5 separate regions of the Sus scrofa genome follow, and all the other regions are linked to region 1. The links are chromatin contacts, called in public HiChIP or PLAC-seq and promoter capture Hi-C maps. All regions are on one chromosome and are shown on one strand. Each heading gives the region's core, a stretch centred on a gene start, on an enhancer-like site or on the middle of the called end of the contact. The rest is flanking DNA. Distances are from core to core; before and after follow the strand shown.

Evidence for each region. Promoter capture Hi-C pulls out the DNA fragments that hold promoters and counts their contacts. HiChIP or PLAC-seq counts read pairs in DNA pulled down with a chosen protein or histone mark.
Region 2: a contact with region 1 is called in a promoter capture Hi-C map of liver, with 5 times the contacts expected there. The contact joins the promoter of SNAP23 here to the promoter of TTBK2 in region 1. A contact is called at or near these places in 3 of 5 promoter capture datasets (fetal liver, fetal skeletal muscle and liver), 13 of 47 Hi-C or Micro-C datasets (alveolar macrophages, brain, embryonic fibroblasts and 7 more) and 2 of 2 datasets of contacts at active chromatin or transcription factors (alveolar macrophages and skeletal muscle).
Region 3: an H3K27ac HiChIP or PLAC-seq map of alveolar macrophages shows a contact between it and region 1. The contact joins the enhancer-like site here to the promoter of TTBK2 in region 1. A contact is called at or near these places in 2 of 5 promoter capture datasets (fetal liver and liver), 9 of 47 Hi-C or Micro-C datasets (alveolar macrophages, embryonic fibroblasts, epiblast stem cells and 4 more) and 2 of 2 datasets of contacts at active chromatin or transcription factors (alveolar macrophages and skeletal muscle).
Region 4: a contact with region 1 is called in an H3K27ac HiChIP or PLAC-seq map of alveolar macrophages. The contact joins the promoter of HAUS2 here to the promoter of TTBK2 in region 1. A contact is called at or near these places in 4 of 5 promoter capture datasets (fetal liver, fetal skeletal muscle and liver), 10 of 47 Hi-C or Micro-C datasets (brain, embryonic fibroblasts, fetal skeletal muscle and 5 more) and 2 of 2 datasets of contacts at active chromatin or transcription factors (alveolar macrophages and skeletal muscle).
Region 5: an H3K27ac HiChIP or PLAC-seq map of alveolar macrophages shows a contact between it and region 1. The contact joins the promoter of STARD9 here to the promoter of TTBK2 in region 1. A contact is called at or near these places in 3 of 5 promoter capture datasets (fetal liver, fetal skeletal muscle and liver), 3 of 47 Hi-C or Micro-C datasets (embryonic fibroblasts and heart right ventricle) and 2 of 2 datasets of contacts at active chromatin or transcription factors (alveolar macrophages and skeletal muscle).

Annotation. Positions count from the first base shown.
Region 1 is chr1:128,488,127-128,491,260 of Sscrofa11.1, reverse strand. It overlaps TTBK2 (tau-tubulin kinase 2), which reads right to left and starts at 1,575. Exons shown (of 15, transcript XM_003353383.5): 1 at 1,183-1,575.
Region 2 is chr1:128,887,156-128,890,262 of Sscrofa11.1, reverse strand. It overlaps SNAP23 (synaptosome associated protein 23), which reads left to right and starts at 1,308. Exons shown (of 8, transcript NM_001244719.1): 1 at 1,308-1,399.
Region 3 is chr1:128,753,039-128,756,478 of Sscrofa11.1, reverse strand. All of the region lies in intron 3 of STARD9 (stAR-related lipid transfer protein 9), which reads left to right. Among named protein-coding and RNA genes, the nearest start is that of STARD9, 54 kb to the left of the region's middle. Within about 2 kb of position 2,093, at least 1 of the 83 cell types and tissues checked has an H3K27ac peak or open chromatin away from gene starts, as enhancers often do. A contact at or near this core is called in alveolar macrophages, where this site is marked.
Region 4 is chr1:128,837,123-128,840,335 of Sscrofa11.1, reverse strand. HAUS2 (HAUS augmin like complex subunit 2) reads left to right here and starts at 1,309. Exons shown (of 6, transcript NM_001243905.1): 1 at 1,309-1,415. The coding sequence starts at 1,323. LRRC57 (leucine rich repeat containing 57) reads right to left here and starts at 1,199. Exons shown (of 6, transcript NM_001244811.1): 1 at 1,017-1,199; 2 at 820-925; 3 at 584-722. The coding sequence starts at 903.
Region 5 is chr1:128,807,407-128,810,897 of Sscrofa11.1, reverse strand. STARD9 (stAR-related lipid transfer protein 9) reads left to right here and starts at 1,947. Exons shown (of 35, transcript XM_021097164.1): 1 at 1,947-2,096. The coding sequence starts at 2,050.

The DNA.
Region 1 (3,134 bases), core at 326-2,825:
TTAAGATGAATTCTTCAAGATTAGTCATATAAGTAATATTTGTTCTCAATACTGCTTTATTTAAAAAAGAACTATACAGTGTTCAGATTTAAAATCAATCTCCCATCACCCTTTCTACCCAAATGAACGTTACTCTATTATATTTAGCCAAAAGAATATAGTAAACACATCTTTGTGGCCCATCATGACAAATCAGTGTTAGAAACCAATGCAACTGTTATTAATGGCTCAGAACCAAACACTGTAACAAAAACACACTGAGTGGATACTCCGTGTGTACATGTGCCCATTCATAATAATGCAAACCTCATACATGCATTAAAAAACTTGCTTTCTATTTAATACCAAAACATCTTTACATGAACACAAATTATAACAACATTGCCCTTTTTGATGTTCAAAGAACAATTTCTAAAGCAAGGGATGAGAAGAGTTAATGCCGGATTGCTGCCACCTACCAACTTTAATTCAAAGCAAAGTACAACTCAATGTCATTTTTACCTTCTAACGCAGCCACGACTCAAATAAAATTAAGTTCACTGTGGATAAAGTATCCTGGATTCCCAATGGATTATTTACTTCGGATGTGCAGGTAAATACGTGTGGACTCTCGTCCCTCCCACAGCATCCCGGAGTGTCAACATCATCTTAGTCAAAGCCAACGACGAGCAAATCCTTCTACCTTGCACCCTAAGTACCAGAAAGTCAGGGCCTCCATTGCCGTTACTACACAACAGATTCTACAGTCCCATGCCCTCTTCTATCGCATTTGGGGGAGCCGGATGGGAAAGAACCGCTCAGGATATGCTGAGAATCCTGGATTTAGTCCTGGTACCAGACTCAACATGAATACAAGTGGTATGTGGGTCACCCACAGAAAAAGAAATAGAACGAAGCTTTGTGACCCTCGAAGTTCAGTGAAGACACCAAAAGCTTCTGGGGATACGAGGCACAACCCTTTGGGGAAACCGAGGAGAAGCAGGCGATCTCCGAGTTGGAGTGACTAGGTCTGGCACAAACCCAGGGAGTCTGCGACCCGGGAGTCTCTGGTACCCCTTCCCTCCACACCTGGGTCGGTCATTGGGCTAGGGGTGCGGCCGCAGGAGGGGGTTAGGAGTAGGGGAGGGCAGGGTGCGGAGCTCCCCCAGCTGCGCCCAGGGGGTCCGGGGGGGTGTGTCCTACCTGGGCCGTGGCAAACGCAGCGATTCGGGCGGAGGGTTCCGGTCCAGCTCAGGGCCGGGACCCGCAGGAGTCAACCCACAGCAGGCGGGACTGCCGCCGCCTGCCCATCCCCCGCCGACGACTGCGGCGGGACCCAGCGCGGCTTCGAGGGCCGGCCGGCCGAGTAGTCCCCTCGGGTACCGTCCGCGTTTACTGGCGGCGGCGGCGGCTGCTGCAGTTACTGCTGCTGCTGGCGGCCCTCAGCCGCTGCTCTAGTTTCAGCCCCTGCTTCTCCTCTTGCCGCCACCGCCGCCGCCTGGTCCCTACCGCTCCCATCGCCGCTGCGGCGACTACTGCAGCGCCCGCTGACCCGACCCGACGTTATTCTCCCCCGTCGCAACCTAGCACAGCCTAGCCCACCTGCCCTGCCAGTGCGCACGCCCACCTCTCCGCCACAGGTGCTGATTGGAGAACGCGTCCCGAGTCCGCCACATCGGTTGGCTGGTCCCATTGCCTATCACGAAAGGGGCGGAGAGTCAGGCAAAGAACATCTCCGCCCCCACCGGAGAATTGCCGCTATCTTCAGGTTTGCCTGAGAGGGCGAGTTACCGGGAAAGGAGCATCACAATGGAAGCGCGCGTGCGCGAGGGGATTCTGGACCTCGTAGTTCCAGCCTCAACGTCAACTGCCTGCCGGCCCAGAGAGGAGAAGTGGGCTTCTGGGACTAGTTGGCTCACAGTGGGGTCTTCCTAGCTCAACAGTTATCTTGGTTATATAGTGATGGTTGTGACGCCAGGGTTGGCCTTTTCTGAAGAAAATCGAAAATGCTTTCTCACCATACGAATTTCCACAAGCTGAGCTGAGGCATTGGGTCATGAAGAAGGGCCCCAAGTCGTGAGGCCCTGCCGTGCCACCTCCTGGCATGAACCAGCGCTGCCAGGATCTGGCAAATTGGCGTCTTCCCCAGAACAACCTAACATAAAGCTAATCACCGATGAGTGCTGGGAAAAGCCTAAAACTGTAAGCAAGGAGACAGAAACCTCCGGAAAGGAATATTAGCCTGGAGCCCGGCGTATCCTTAGGGTTTCCACAACTGTAGCGAACAAGATTTCATTCCCTTTTTGAAACATCACCACTGAAGGGTTCAGTGAGCAGCCCTGGGAGGTGCAGTATATGATTCTAAGCAAGAGAATGTGGGAGTCCGTAGAAGGCTTTCCAAAAAAAAAGGGAGGGGGGCGGAGCATTGAGGCTGTGTGGGATAATTTGTATTCGGTGTTGATGTATCAAGCTGTTTGGTAAAGAGGCAACCTTACGATTAAACCCCTCTCCCATCCTTACCCACCAACTTACAGAAGAAAAAAACTCCAAGAAGTTTAACAGCTTTCCTGGATCTACAAAACTATTTAGTGGCAGAACCAAAAACGTGCGTATCTTAAACGTCCCTTGTCCTATGCTTTTTTTTACTCAATAATCACAGTGACTCCCAGGAGTCTGCCATGGACTGAAAGATTGTGATGCATTACAACCTTCATTTGACTTTAAATCTTTTTCTTCACTCAAGTGACATCATGATTAAAGCTAATTAAGAATGTAGAAAGGTTAAATATGAATCCTATATTCAATCTCATAACTATTATTGAATCTGTTTCTTCTTGTTCGGGAAATGCCAGAGCCTCTTGACATTATTCGAAAAACAGCAGTCTGTCTTGACTAGATTCTTGGATAAAAAGCAGGACAAAATGTACATTAAAGGCAATTGATGATGCAGCTCATCTGTTCTATTCAAACTTAAAGAAGTTGCCAAATTGTTTTTGTTCCACTGATTAAAACCACAAGTTGCTTTTTGCATTACTTTGTCTAACAGAGTATAGTTCACTTCAGAGTACAGGCAGGGCAACTAATTTAAATCCGAAAGGATTAGTGTTTCTGTAAATACTTTAAAGTCAAAGAAATTTATAGGGGAAAAAATTTCA
Region 2 (3,107 bases), core at 59-2,558, 400 kb before region 1:
GGCATATGGAGGTTCCCAGGCTAGGGGTCCAATTGGAGCTATAGCCGCCGGCCTACGCCAGAGCCACAGCAACTTGGGATCCGAGCCACGTCTGCAACCTACACCATAGCTCACTGCAATGCCAGATCCTTAACCCACTGAGGAAGGCCAGGGATCGAACCTGCAACCTCATGGTTCCTAGTCGGATTCTTTAACCACTGAGCCACGTTGGGAACTCCTGCTTAAGATCTTTTGATATTCTCAGTGATCATGGTAAAGTGAAAAAATGCAAGATCTTCTAAGATCTAACTTTTTTAAAAAATTGTAGTATGATTGATTTACAATGTTATGTTAGTTTCATGAGTACAGCACAGTGATTCAGATATATATATTACAAAATGTTGGGTATCATTCCCTGTGTTATACAGTAGGTCCTTATTAGTTATCTATTTCACATGTAGTAGTATCATTGCCAACTTTTTTTTTTAACAGCTGCATCTGTGGCATATGAAAATTCCCAAGCCAGGGGTTGAATAGGAGCTGAAGCTGCAGCCTGCAGCTCCAGATTCCTGGGGCATCTGTGAAGCTGCAGCAAGATGGGAGGATCCTTAACCCACTGAGCCAGGCCAAAGATTGAAACTGCATCCTCACAGAGACAACTGTTAAGTCCTTAACCCACTGAGTCACAGCAGAAACTACATCATTGCCAACTTTTAAAAACCCTTTCTCCCCTTCACCGGAAGGCGGCGCGCTTTAAGCCTCTCAAGTAGGATGAACTGCAAGGAATTTCCAGAAGGTGTTATGTTGTTCTTGGCACACTCTGTTCTCACAGTCTGGAAACTCCTATCTCCTTCCATTCCAAATTTCCGGGGGAACTCCTACTTAGCCTTCACGATTCAAAAGTCACTTCCTCCGGGAACTCTTCCAGATACCCTAAGAATAAAGCGCTTTGTTCACTGTGCCCCAACGGCGCCTCGGATTTTTCATATTCCAAGCACTATATTCTGTCCACTACAATTTGTTTACATATCTATGTCCCAGTCTAGGCAAAGGTCGGGGAGGCATTCTATTCGTTTTCTCTTCCTCAACATTCATCTCGTACATTGCCTGGTACACGGTTTGCCCTCGGTAAATGTTTATTGCATAAACACTTTCCATCTTGGGCGGGACCCGAATTGTCGGGTTAACCGGTGAGTCCCCAGACTCTTCGCCTGCGTGGCAGGGAGATTTAAACCGCCCCCCCGCCCCCACACCAGGGTGATTGGCTCCAGCTGCAGGGGTGTGTCCGCGCCCGCCGCGCCGGAGGAGCGCGCAGGCGCGCAGGTTCGGCGCGCGCAGGCGCAAGAAGAGAGCAGTTGGAGAGTCCGGCCTGCGGGTGTCCGATCTGCTGCGGCCGGAGAGGAGTGGCCGGAACTGCTTGGTGAGTCTCCAGGAGTGGGATTGAGGGAGCTGGCTGCCGTGAAGATTGGGTTCATAATCCCAAGGAGAAAGTGTATATCGTGACAGTTGAAAAACTGGTGGGGTCGGGCTTGAGGGGAGGAGGGGGCGCTCTGGCCCGAACTGAGCCGGTCCGGCCGGGCTCGAAGACGCGAGGCTCCTGGAGACTCTCTAGGGGTCAGAGGAGGAAGGGTGGAGGGATGTTGGTTCTCCGGACTTTCCTTGAAACCTAGCAGAGGTAAACTCCCACTCCCTGACTTCTCACCCTCGCAGTTGTCGGGATTAATAGACTTTATGGTGGCCACAGTGATCAGATTAATTTTCAACTACCTGTATGAAAAAGGTTTCTGAGATTCATGGCATTGGAGAGTCCATGCTCTCTAGGAAAGTCTGTACTTGGCTCGCGGCTTCACTGAAGACAAACGAAGGAAAGAGTTATTAAAAGTAAAATTCCACGGAGTAAATGGTGGTGGTGGTGGGGAAGTCCTGGAAAGTGCTGTTTCACCTGGAACTTTTTTTCATCATTAGTCACCACAATGCTAGACAAGGCAGATGGGGGTCAGAGGCAACGAAAGTCGTCAAAATTGGGAAAAGAAGATGAGAAGAGAATATAAATTTTGCCTTTTGCTACTTGCCCTCTCCTTTGGGGAGGGCTGGAGGCGATTATGGATACTGGCAGCTTATGACAGTGTTGCCTTAGCTTCCTGAAAATAATGTAGCTTCTTAGTAGAAGGTATTTCAAGAATTGAGAGTGATATTATTCCATCTGCCCTGGGACCTTAAAACTGGTTTGCAGATGTTCTGGTGAAATCCTGCAGGTTTGGCCAGATGGAAATGGTTCTTCCACTTTCTTGGTTAGCCTGAAAGATACCACGCTTGAAATTCATGAGACATCTTTAGCAAGAATACTTTGACATTTAAACTTAAAATATTTCATAGTAAAATTTTAAAATATTATTTCTTCCACCAGCAAATTTGATTCCTAAGGCATCCACTAATCACCTGCCTTTCATTCCTTTGGAAAGAGGTAATGAGAAAAAAACACTTTCATATAAATATTAACAAATATTAGGAGAAAACCCTCTTCCTATATGACCATGCTCCTTTGACAGGCCATGTGAAAGTAAATTAAATGATCATGTAACTTAACCCACAACTTAGATATCAGTGTTGCTAGGGATCTTTTTCTAGGTGCTTGTGACATGTAAATATGCCCTAGAGAATTGCTATTATCTTAGTTCCAGAATAGGAATGGCTTATTGTGTCATTATGTTTTTAACAATATTACACACTCTTTCCTATAAACAGAATTTCTGAATGCTTCTTAGTATTTGTTTCTTTTACTCTAAATTAGCTTTAGTAACAAGCTCACTGAACTGAAGGTCACATCTTTTTATCATTCAGAACCCACCCTTGAACCAAAAAGAAAGCAAACAAACAAACCTAAAAACAGACCCTGTTGCTGATGGGACAGCTGTTGTTACTTCCCTTGGTATGAACCATACCACCATCATAAAAGATTTCCAAAGTAATAAATATGTTAACTACTAAGCACGTACGTATTGCTTAAATAACAACTAAAATTTCTTTTTCTTGCTTTGCGCTTTGGAAAATAGTGCTTTGGGCCTAATTGCCTCTTTTTTTTAAATAAAATGAAGATTGGATTATCTAAACTCTAAGGGCAGAAGATT
Region 3 (3,440 bases), core at 844-3,343, 260 kb before region 1:
TCACTTCTAGTGATTGGTCTGTTCAAGTTGTTTGTTTCTTTTTGATTCAATTTTGGTGGGCTATGTGTTTCTAGAAACTTGACCATTTCCTCTATCAAATTTGTTGGCATGTAAATTGTTCATAATATTCTCTTAAGATTTTTTCTTCTGTGTTATCAGTTGTGTTTTCTCCTCTTTCATTTCTTGCTTTGTTTATTTGGTTATTCCCTGTTTTCTTATTGGTGAGCATTGCCAGAGGTTTGTAAGTTGTTTACCCTTTCAAAGAACTAGCTTTTGGTTTTATTGATTTTTTTTGTAGTATTTTTTAATCTCTATTTCCTCTCTGATCTTCATTATTTCCTTCCTTCTACTGACTTTAGGTTTGTTTGTTCTTTTTTTCTACTTCTTTTAGGGGTTGGGTTAGATTGTTTATTTGAGTTTTTTTTTAATTTCCTGTATCACTTCGAACTTCCCTCTAAGAACTTTTTGCTGCATCCCATAGTTTCATATGGTTATGTTTTCATTGTCGTTTAGATAGGCTCATTGTAGATCAAGACAGTGTTTTAAATATCTTTCAAATCTCCCAATGCACTCTATTCAGTGCTAGGTCCCTGTTATGGATTTAATAAATAACTTCCTGCCCCAGTTCTGGGACCTGCATATCTCAAGACTGTTCCCCTGCCCCCCTTACTTCCCCAGCCCTGAACAACGATTCTTTCTTCTCTCTCTTCCTTAGGTATGACATAGGTTTCAGTTGACCTTATTCATGTTTACCTGCATTTCAAAATTTTGTTGTAGTTTCTTTCTCCTCCTGTTCCTTGGAAACTGTTTAAACAACAATTTCCATGGTATGCAGTGCATGGATATATATGATATGAATAAATATGGGAAATAAATTTATCTGTAGTTCAGAGTATAAAATGGAAAAGGCAAATAGGAAATCTAGTTTTATCTGTCAGTCAAATATATATAGCCTGTTGCCTGTTTTTTTGTTTTTGTTTTTGTTTTTGTTTTAAATCTGCTTCAAAAGACCAGAAATAGGACCCAAATGATGTTGATTAACTCCTAGGCAAGCTTTTAGTGGGAAGGGACTCTGAAGATTTATGCTGAGCACAGACCCAAAGATGAATGACTCAGAGTAGCATTGAGGGACCAGCTTGATGTTTATGATGAGTGAATAGTATTTCCTGATAATTTGTGGGGCTGTTTTGCAAAGCTGGCACAGATGAGGCCTTCTTTTTCTTCCTAGGTAGGTTTCATGCACTTATAATAAGCTACTGCCAAGTGGACAGTGTGGCTTAGATAGATTTGTATGCCTGAGAGGTAGAGCTGAAGCATGCTTTCCCAATGAGAAATTAAGTAGACATTTCAAGTTAAAATAAAAACATTAAGTTATTTAAGTATAAATATTGGTGAAACTATGCTTATGAGTACCATAAATAACTAGAGTAAAACAAAAAATAAAAATAATTGGGCTTATTTCCTCATTCAAGTGTTCTTTTTTTTCAATAAATTTTATTGAAATACAGTTGACTTAGGACAAATATTCTTTTTTTTAAAATTTTTTATTTTTTTTGTCTTTTTAGGGCCACACCCATGGTATATGGAGGTTCCCAGGCTAGGGGTCCAATCAGAGCTGTAGCTGCTGGCCTACACCACAGCCACAGCAACATGAGATCCAAGCCGAGTCCATGACCTACACCACAGCTCATGGCAATGCTGGATCCTTAACTCTCTGAGCAAGGCCAGGGATTGAACCCACATCCTCATGGATACTAGGCAGATTTGTTTCCGCTGAGCCACAGAGGGAACTCCCAGACAAGTATTCTTAGTTACTATATTTATATCAGAATTTAAGACCTGAAAGGGATATTAGGTATTATCAGGAATATAGCAAAAGTCTGAAAGAGTGAACTACATACACCAAAATGTTAACAATGGTTATCTCTAAATGGTGGGAATATTTTTATCAGCATTTTCTGTTTTTTTTTCCCCTATTTTAAAGATATTTATTTATGTAATAGAACATTATAAGAATAATTCTCAGAGTGATACTCAGATGCTAATCCTTATAAGTAAAGATATTTTCTATTACTTCATTAAATGCAGTGTTACTTAAGTCGTAACCAGAGCAACTGAAGTGACCACGCCTAATCTTTAGTCCACCGAGCCACCAGGGGACTCCTCTTAGAATCCTTTTATTTTAACAATAGGAGTATAGACTAAGGGAGATACATAACATTTAAAATTCATTTAAATATAGTATATTATAGGCATTCCCGTCATGGCACAGTGGAAAAGAATCCAACTAGGAACCATGAGGTTACAGGATTGATCTGTTGCCTTGCTCAGTGGGTTAAGGATCCAGCACTGTCATGAGCTGTGGTGTAGGTCACAGACGTGACTCAGATCCTGTGGTGGTGTAGGCTGGCAGCTCTGATTCGACCCCTAGCCTGGGAACCTCTATGTGTCGTGGGTGCGGCCCTGAGAAGCAAAAAAAAGAATATATTACAGAATTTATGGAGTTCCCATTGTGGCTCAATGGTAATGAACCCCACTAGTATCCATGAGGATGTGGCCTCGCTCAGTGGGTTAAGGATCCTGCATTGCCATGAGCTGTGGCGTAGGTCTCAGAAGTGGCTCAGATCTGGCATTGCTGTAGCTGTGGTATAGGCCAGCATCTGCAGCTCCAATTTGACTCCTAGCCTGGGAACTTCCATTTGCCACAGGATCAGCCCTAAAAAAAAAGGAGTTTCTGTGGTGGCTCAGTGGTTAACGAACCCAACTCGGATCTATGAGCATGCAAGTTTGATCCCTGGCTTCACTCAGGTGTTAAGGATCTGGCGTTGCTATGGCTGTGGTGTTGGCCAGCAGCTGTAGCTCCAGTTTGACCCCCTAGCCTGGGAACCTCCATATGCTGCAGCTGCAGCCCTAAGAAGCAAAATAAATATATATATATAATAGAATTTAAGGCCATTTTCTTAAGTATTTCTTAAGTAAATTAATAAAACTGGTTAAGAATCTTTTTGTGTGTGAAAACCTTAGTTTATAATAGCATTTTTAAATAATAGAAATGTATGGGTCAAAAGATACAAATATCCAGTTATAAAATGAGTAAATTATGGGACTATGGCGTACAGCATGGTGACTATTGTTAATAATACTGTAATGCATATTTGGAAAGAGCTAAGAGAATGGATAATGAAAGATCATAGCAGGAAAAAAATTTGTAATTATGTATGGTGATGAATGTTAATTGGACTTGTTCTGGTGATCATTTTCCAATATACAGAAATAGTGAATTATTATGTTATATACCTGAAACTAATATAGTATTGTGTTATTTATACCTCAATTTTTTAAAAATCCAAGGAAAAAATGAGGACTATATGAAGCCTTTTTGTGGGAAAGTATTAAGGGTCAAGAACATGTATTTTATTGGCCAAATAACCTCAATCAGG
Region 4 (3,213 bases), core at 60-2,559, 350 kb before region 1:
CCTAGCCCAGGAACCTCCATATGCCGCCGGTGTGGCCCTAAAAGGACAAAAGACCAAAAAAAAAAAAAAAAAATGCGGGAAAGCATTATGTGTATAATGGGCTCCTTTTGTGAAGGGGCCACTGCACAATCCCACAGCAGTTTTGTGGGATTTGGAACACCCTCCCCTTTCCATCCCATCTGCCCTTCCAAATCAGTAGCAAAATTAGCCCTGCCTACATTACCTCCCAAAGACAGTCCCTTTCAAATCCAAATTAACCCCATCCCCAACAATACAATACCAGAGGAGGCTTATAAATATAATTACAACAGATAGAAAGCTTCAAGGACTCAGACATTCTCCCTAGTCTTGAGCTCCTGAACTGTTTCATAACAACAATCAGCTTGTTAGGAAAAAACCACCCTTTTTTTCCCTTAAGATTCTGATATATTTATTTGAAAACTAGTTTTATAACATTATAATCACACTCCACACTATATTCCAAGAGAAAAACCACCCTCTTTAACACCTTATCACTAGCAAAAGCTTCCCCAGGAGCAAACCTCCCCAGGCGCAAAAGCCTCCCCAGGCGCAAAAGCCGTACTCAGTCTGTTGTTGTTCAAGGAGAGGCTCTTCAGTAGAGTGAACTTCCCTATAATCATAGGCGGTAGACTCTCGATCTTGTTGCTGGACAAGTCGATGGTCCTGAGATTGCTTGTCAGCTTCTGCAACTCTGAGGGGAACTGATGAAAGGGGTTCACAGCGCAGAGAATCCTTTAACTTCCCCGCCCGCCGTCCCTCTCCCTTTAAATTCCCTGGTCCGAGTCCTTCCAGTCTCACCTCGGTCAGCCCACGATCCTTAAGCTGAAAGACACCAGTTTTCTGCGCGGTTTCCACATGAGCACGGAGGGCACTGTTTCCCATCCTAGCGCCACTGCTCAGGTCCCTGTGGGAAGGAAGCGCAGCTGTCACCGCTCGGTCCAGGCACCCAGCCACCCGGTTGGCCTCCCGGCTGGGTCTGAAGCCTCAGCTGTCACCTCCTGCGGATCCCTGGATCTTGGGGGCCAGCCCAAGAGTGGCTGGGAAGAAAGAGCAGAACACCAGGCCCTGCCGATTTTGCAGCTCTTCCGAAACCAGCCGCCGCTAGGAGCCTAGGGAGGATCCGGAATCCCGGAACTCGCCTCCTACCCCTCAGCTCACAGCCGGCTGGGTGGAGAAAGAACCAGGACCCGCGCTCGCAGGGGATGAGTTCCCCGCCCGGGAGGAAACACCCTGTGACGTCATCGAGCCGCGCCGAGCGTTCCACTCACTCTCCGCGCCACCCGGGAAGGTGTTGCCCAGCCATGGCTGCCGCTAGCCCCTGGGACCTGGCCTCCGCGCCAAACGCTGCCGGGCTACTGCTGGGCCATTTCGTAGCTTCAGGGTTGGTCACTCAGGTGCGTGGGGGCTATGGCGTCATTAAGGGGGTGCCCAAAGTGGTGACAGAAGATGGCTGTGAGGTGGTGGTGGTGGTGTTGGCTGCGGGAGTGGGTGTGAGGGTTAGCTGGAGGCTGTGCTAGGTTCGAGGCAAGTGGAGCTCCTTGCGGGCGGCAGAAGTGTCTAGTCCGCTGTGGGTTCTGCAAAATCTTGATTCTGAGAAGGTGTTTCAAGTGTCTGGCGAGTGAGTTACTCCAGATCATTTCATGGGCGATAATAAAGATTAGTGTTCCCCGCTTTTTTTCATTCAGTGATACCGCCTGTAGATTGTAATGGGTGGCGGGGTTGGGAAGTACGGGTGGGTGCTAAAACATAAATCTCCAAATAACGCTCGTTTGTGTGAAATATTGAGGCATTACGGGAGACGCTGGATACAGGAGAGCGGCAAGGGAGGCATGCATCTTTAAAGGCCAGGGGAAAAAAATATTGGCGAAGAAGACCCATAAAACCTTGGAACCTGAATGAAGGAAGGTGTTAATTTTGAGAAGAGAAGAGGGAGACTAGCTCAAGGGGGTGGTAGTTTTAGATTCGGCAAGGAAGCGCATGTTCGCAGGTCAAAGGGAAAGAGCCAATGGAGGGAGAAATTGAAGATGTGAGGGAGTAATGAAATAGAAATAGCAGATGTGACAAGGGAATGGGGAAAGTGGGGTTAAGAGAAGAGAAAGAAATTTTGAGGTAATGAAGAAGTTGAGAAATTTCACTAAAAAAGGAAACTGAGAAAAATAGGTAAAACCATCTGCAGAGATTAGCGGTATACACATGATGGAAGATTTGTGGGAAATATGCAAGTCTTTATACCCAGAAGAGTCATTAGAGAATTCTATTATCTGCTTAGAGTAATTTTAAGATGCAAAAACAAAAACCTAAGGAGACCAAGAAACATGTCCAAGTCACTCAACTAGCGAAGTAGTTAGATCCCGATGCTCTCCCTTTTCTGACACATCATATCATCTCTAGGATGACTTGTGACACTGTCTTGAAAGAGTTTAAACTGTTGAAGAACTTGAAGACCTAGTAACAAGACTTTTTATGGATTTTGGGGAAAATGAGTGGAAGTAAGGAATGCATTGGAAAGTAGACAAAACATAACCACAGCACTCCATAGTTCTCACCTTCCTCACTTCTCTCCTGTGTTTTCTTTCTGCCACGTTGCATAATGCTCTCACTAGTGTTGTCTAGTTCTGTACCAAAGTAATTTGCAAAGTTCATGCTACAAGATTTGGGATTTATCCCTTTAGAACGTACTGGTGGGAGATAAAAACACCTAAACCAAAGGAGTAAGTCTCTGGTGAGAGAATTGGGCTGCTGTTAGTGTCCCTCAAGTAACACTGATTAGACAGTTACCTCTTTTGCCTACAGGTAATATCTGCCAATCCATGGCTCCTTAAGCCCATCTTACAATGTTATTTATTGCACAGCTAGACCCAGTGAGGAAACTTTTGTAGATTTGTAGCATGATTTTACTTTAAGCAAACTTTACATATAAAACCTACTTTTATTACAAGGATTTATCATTGATCTTTTCAAAATGAGCTATTATATGACTGCTTTAAACAGTGTATTCCTTAAGTGCACATCATCCATGTGCATTAAAAATTAAGAGTGATGCTTAAAATTGATATGATACAACTCTTATAGAATATATAGCTTGTGTAAGTTTTTTGTTGTTGTTGTTTTGATCTATTCACTGGAGAATGATTTAGTGAAAGAATTTCTAGGGATAATATGGGATACTATTTTGCCTTATGTCCTAGGACT
Region 5 (3,491 bases), core at 698-3,197, 320 kb before region 1:
CTGAGCCGCATCTTCGACCTACACCACAGCTGACGGCAACGCTGGATCCTTAACCTACTGAGCGAGGCCAGGGATCAAACCCACAACCTCACGGTTCCTAGTCAGATTCGCTAACCACTGAGTCATGACAGGAACACCTATTTTTTTAAATATTTTGAGTAACTTTCATACTGTTTTCCCTAATACAGCCGTTCTTTCCACTGCAGAGCAGTGCGTAGAGGAGCCATGCAGAAGACTAGGGTTCAGGTCAAGTTGAACTGTAGATCAGCTGTCCCAATACCCTGGGGATGATCTTTCGAATGAGAGTGAAGACTGGATTGGTAAACTACGAGTGGCGCATGTCTGACGCACTAATCAAAGGCATTACCATGACTCTATTACTATCACTGGAGCACTTAAACTTCCTCCTGACTGGTCCCTCTTGCACTTCCATGCTTATCCACTCCTCAGGATAGTCTCAAAACAGTGGCCAGAGTAATCTTTTAAAAATATAAACCACATAATTTTACTTTTCTCCTTAACACTTTCCAATGGCTTTCCACCTCACCTAGAATAAAATCCAAAGGCTTTACCTTGGTCTCATGCTCCCTTTATGACTCTCTGCCTCTGCCATGCCATTCTATCCCCATTGGTTTTCCTGCTGTTCCTCTAACATTTCAGGCTTTCTTCAAGTTCAGGGCCTTTACATGTGCTTGTTCCCTGTGTCTGAAATTGCCCTTCCACACAACAGCATGACTCTTCTTTTACATCCTTAAGATTTTTCTTAAGTGTCACATTCTCCACGAGGCTTTCCCGAGGACTTCCAGGGCCACATTATCTACAGTTTCAGCACCCTCTTTACTTACTTCCTATCCCCTTTCTGCTTTATTTTTTCTTTAGCTAATCTCATACACATTTTACTTAAATTGCTTCACATATTATTAGTTTCTCTCACCAAGCTGCCTGAGGTCAGAGCTTTGCTTGCTCTCTTCTCTGCAATGAGCCTGGTTATAATAGGTGATTTCTTAGGAATTACTCATTAGATACATAAAATTAATACCTGCAAGTTGCCCCCCCCAGTTTATTCAAACCTGTTTGTCACCTTATCAATAAGGCCTTTCCTGAATATCCCATATAAAGCAGCACCTTTCCCCCTACATACACACACAGAGACCATTACCATACCTCCTTGCTCTCCTTTTTCAAAAAATCTCATTTAGCACCATTCAAGTTACCATATAATTGTGTATTTATTCTCTCTTCCCTTCCCTGGGGATTCTAATTTCCACGAAGCCTGGGGCTGTATCCTCAGGGCCTTAGAACAACTTGACTCTTGGCAGGCAGTAGCTATTTCTTGGGTGAATTAATGAACTAATTCTATCTGGTAATATACCCTTCACGATCACAAACTGTAATGGTGGCTATGAGCTTCCAGTACAATCTAGAGAAGCTCTCCAGTAAGCGTTCTAAACTCCTTTAACTCCAATGCCCCGTCAAAGAAAGACCATGCTCCTTATAGAGAACTGCAAAAACATTTGTTGCCCATTTCATTTCCACCCTTAAAACTTAAGAATTGACAGCTCAGGCGAACGCAGCGAATAAAAATATTTAGCAAATTATTTTGTAAATTGTCTGGCGTTCACCAAACTTAACGTATTTACTTGACTCACTACCGCCGTCCACAAAGGGAGAACAAGTTAGTTCCTAGTAGGCAGGGCAGGCCCCACCCGGCCAGGATCTGCGCCTTCCCACCCGCGGGGCTCAGGATTGGTCTAGGCTCTGCAGTCAAAGCCGGGGTCAGGCAGCGGCGCGCGCGGGCGGGGTCGTCCCCGTGAGGCGTGTGGGCGGAGCGAGGCGGGGCAGCCCGCGCGTCCTCCCGCCCACGGAGCTCAGGATTGGCCAAGGCTTGGCAGGCACCGCCCTGGTCGGGCAGCCGCTGGCGCATGGGAGGGGCCGTCCCGTGAGGCGCGTGGGGCAGGCGGGGCCGGACAGGGTTGGGACTGGGCTTGGGGTTGGGGCCGGGGATGCAGCAGCAGGGCGGACCTGTGGGGTTTGAGCCGTGGCGGAGGGATGGCCAATGTGCGGGTGGCCGTGAGGGTCCGGCCCCTCAGCAAAAGGTGAGTCTGGGCGGGAGGGAGAGCCTGAGGCGTCAAAAGAGCTGAGTCGAGATTGAGGAACCCGCCTCTCTCTCAAGAGATTCTGGCGCGGCGAGATCAGACACAAAGTGGTCCAAGGGGCCAGCGTCCGGAAACTGTAAAGCCTGGCAGGACCAGGCCTCGCTTGGGTTGAGTTTTCGATTACTGCCCGGCGGGTAGTGGTGAGTGAATGGTCTCAGGGTGGTCTGCCCTGTCTGCGTCCCTGGAGTCCTGCCAGCAGGGGTTTTGAGGGACCGCGGCCCAAGTCTTGGTGATGCACGAATTGGGCCTTTTTCTCTGGGTTTGCTGAGAAGGGCTGGCAAAATGTCTCTTGGCGCGTGAGGGAGCCGCGGTCTCCTGTCTCTTCTCGGTGGCTCTGGAGTATCTGTGAGGACTGAGGCAGAGTTGTGTGTGTTCCTGCCTGCCCAGGGGTTTCTCTGTGAAGCTGTGGAGGAAGGCATGAAAGGGAAAGAGGCTCAGAGGGGTCGTGATTTCATTCTGTGCCCAAAAGAAGATCTACGACTAGAGGGAAGTCGTTTTAACCCTCATTGTAGCCAGTGCCCGGTTCCTCATGGCTGAATGTGACCCTGCACTTCTCAGCTGTTAAGGCATCCACTGCGCGGACACACAATTTCTTTCCCTTTTCACTGATTTTCCTCTGATAGGTTTGGAAATTCAGGGAGGGCTTCTCAGAAGGGTTGGCGTTTGAAGCTAGTAGCTTTTTAAAGAGCTAATAGAGTTTGCTGACAGGTGCAGAAGATGTAAAGAGCACAATACTGAGATCTAAGGACTTAGGCTGTTAGGAAACAAGAGTTTCGGTTGAGAGGGTGTGTGGAGGGAGGTGAGTGGTAGGAGATAAAGCTGACAATGTGTTTTGGGACCAGAAAGCACATATTGGAACCATTTGGGAGGTTTAAAATTTTCCAGGACATAAGTTGGCTGGAAAATTGGGCCGAAGGGTCAAATCAGGCATAATCTCCCATAACAGAATTTGGTACTAGCAGGGATTATGTTTGTCCTGATTGGTGGTGATTGGCTTTGAAAAGTCATGGAATTGACAGAATAATGAGGAAAGCAATGAAATGAGGGAAAGGAGCAAAAACTGAAAAGAAAGAAGGAAAATACAAAAGAGGTACAATGAAGAAGGCAGGAAAGCAAGCACGTGTCTGAACTGCTGTGTTTAATATTGGTGCATGGTTTATGACATCTGGTTTCAGCCTTACAGATGTAGTGGCTCAGGGTCGGTGGGTTTTCGTGGGTACAGCTGCCACTCTCAAGATAGCCTCTAGCTGATCCTCTTCTTGTGAAACTGTTCTTCTGGGTCCTCAGGATAACAATACTGACCACTCCTAACAGTAAGTTCTCAGTTCCTTGGAA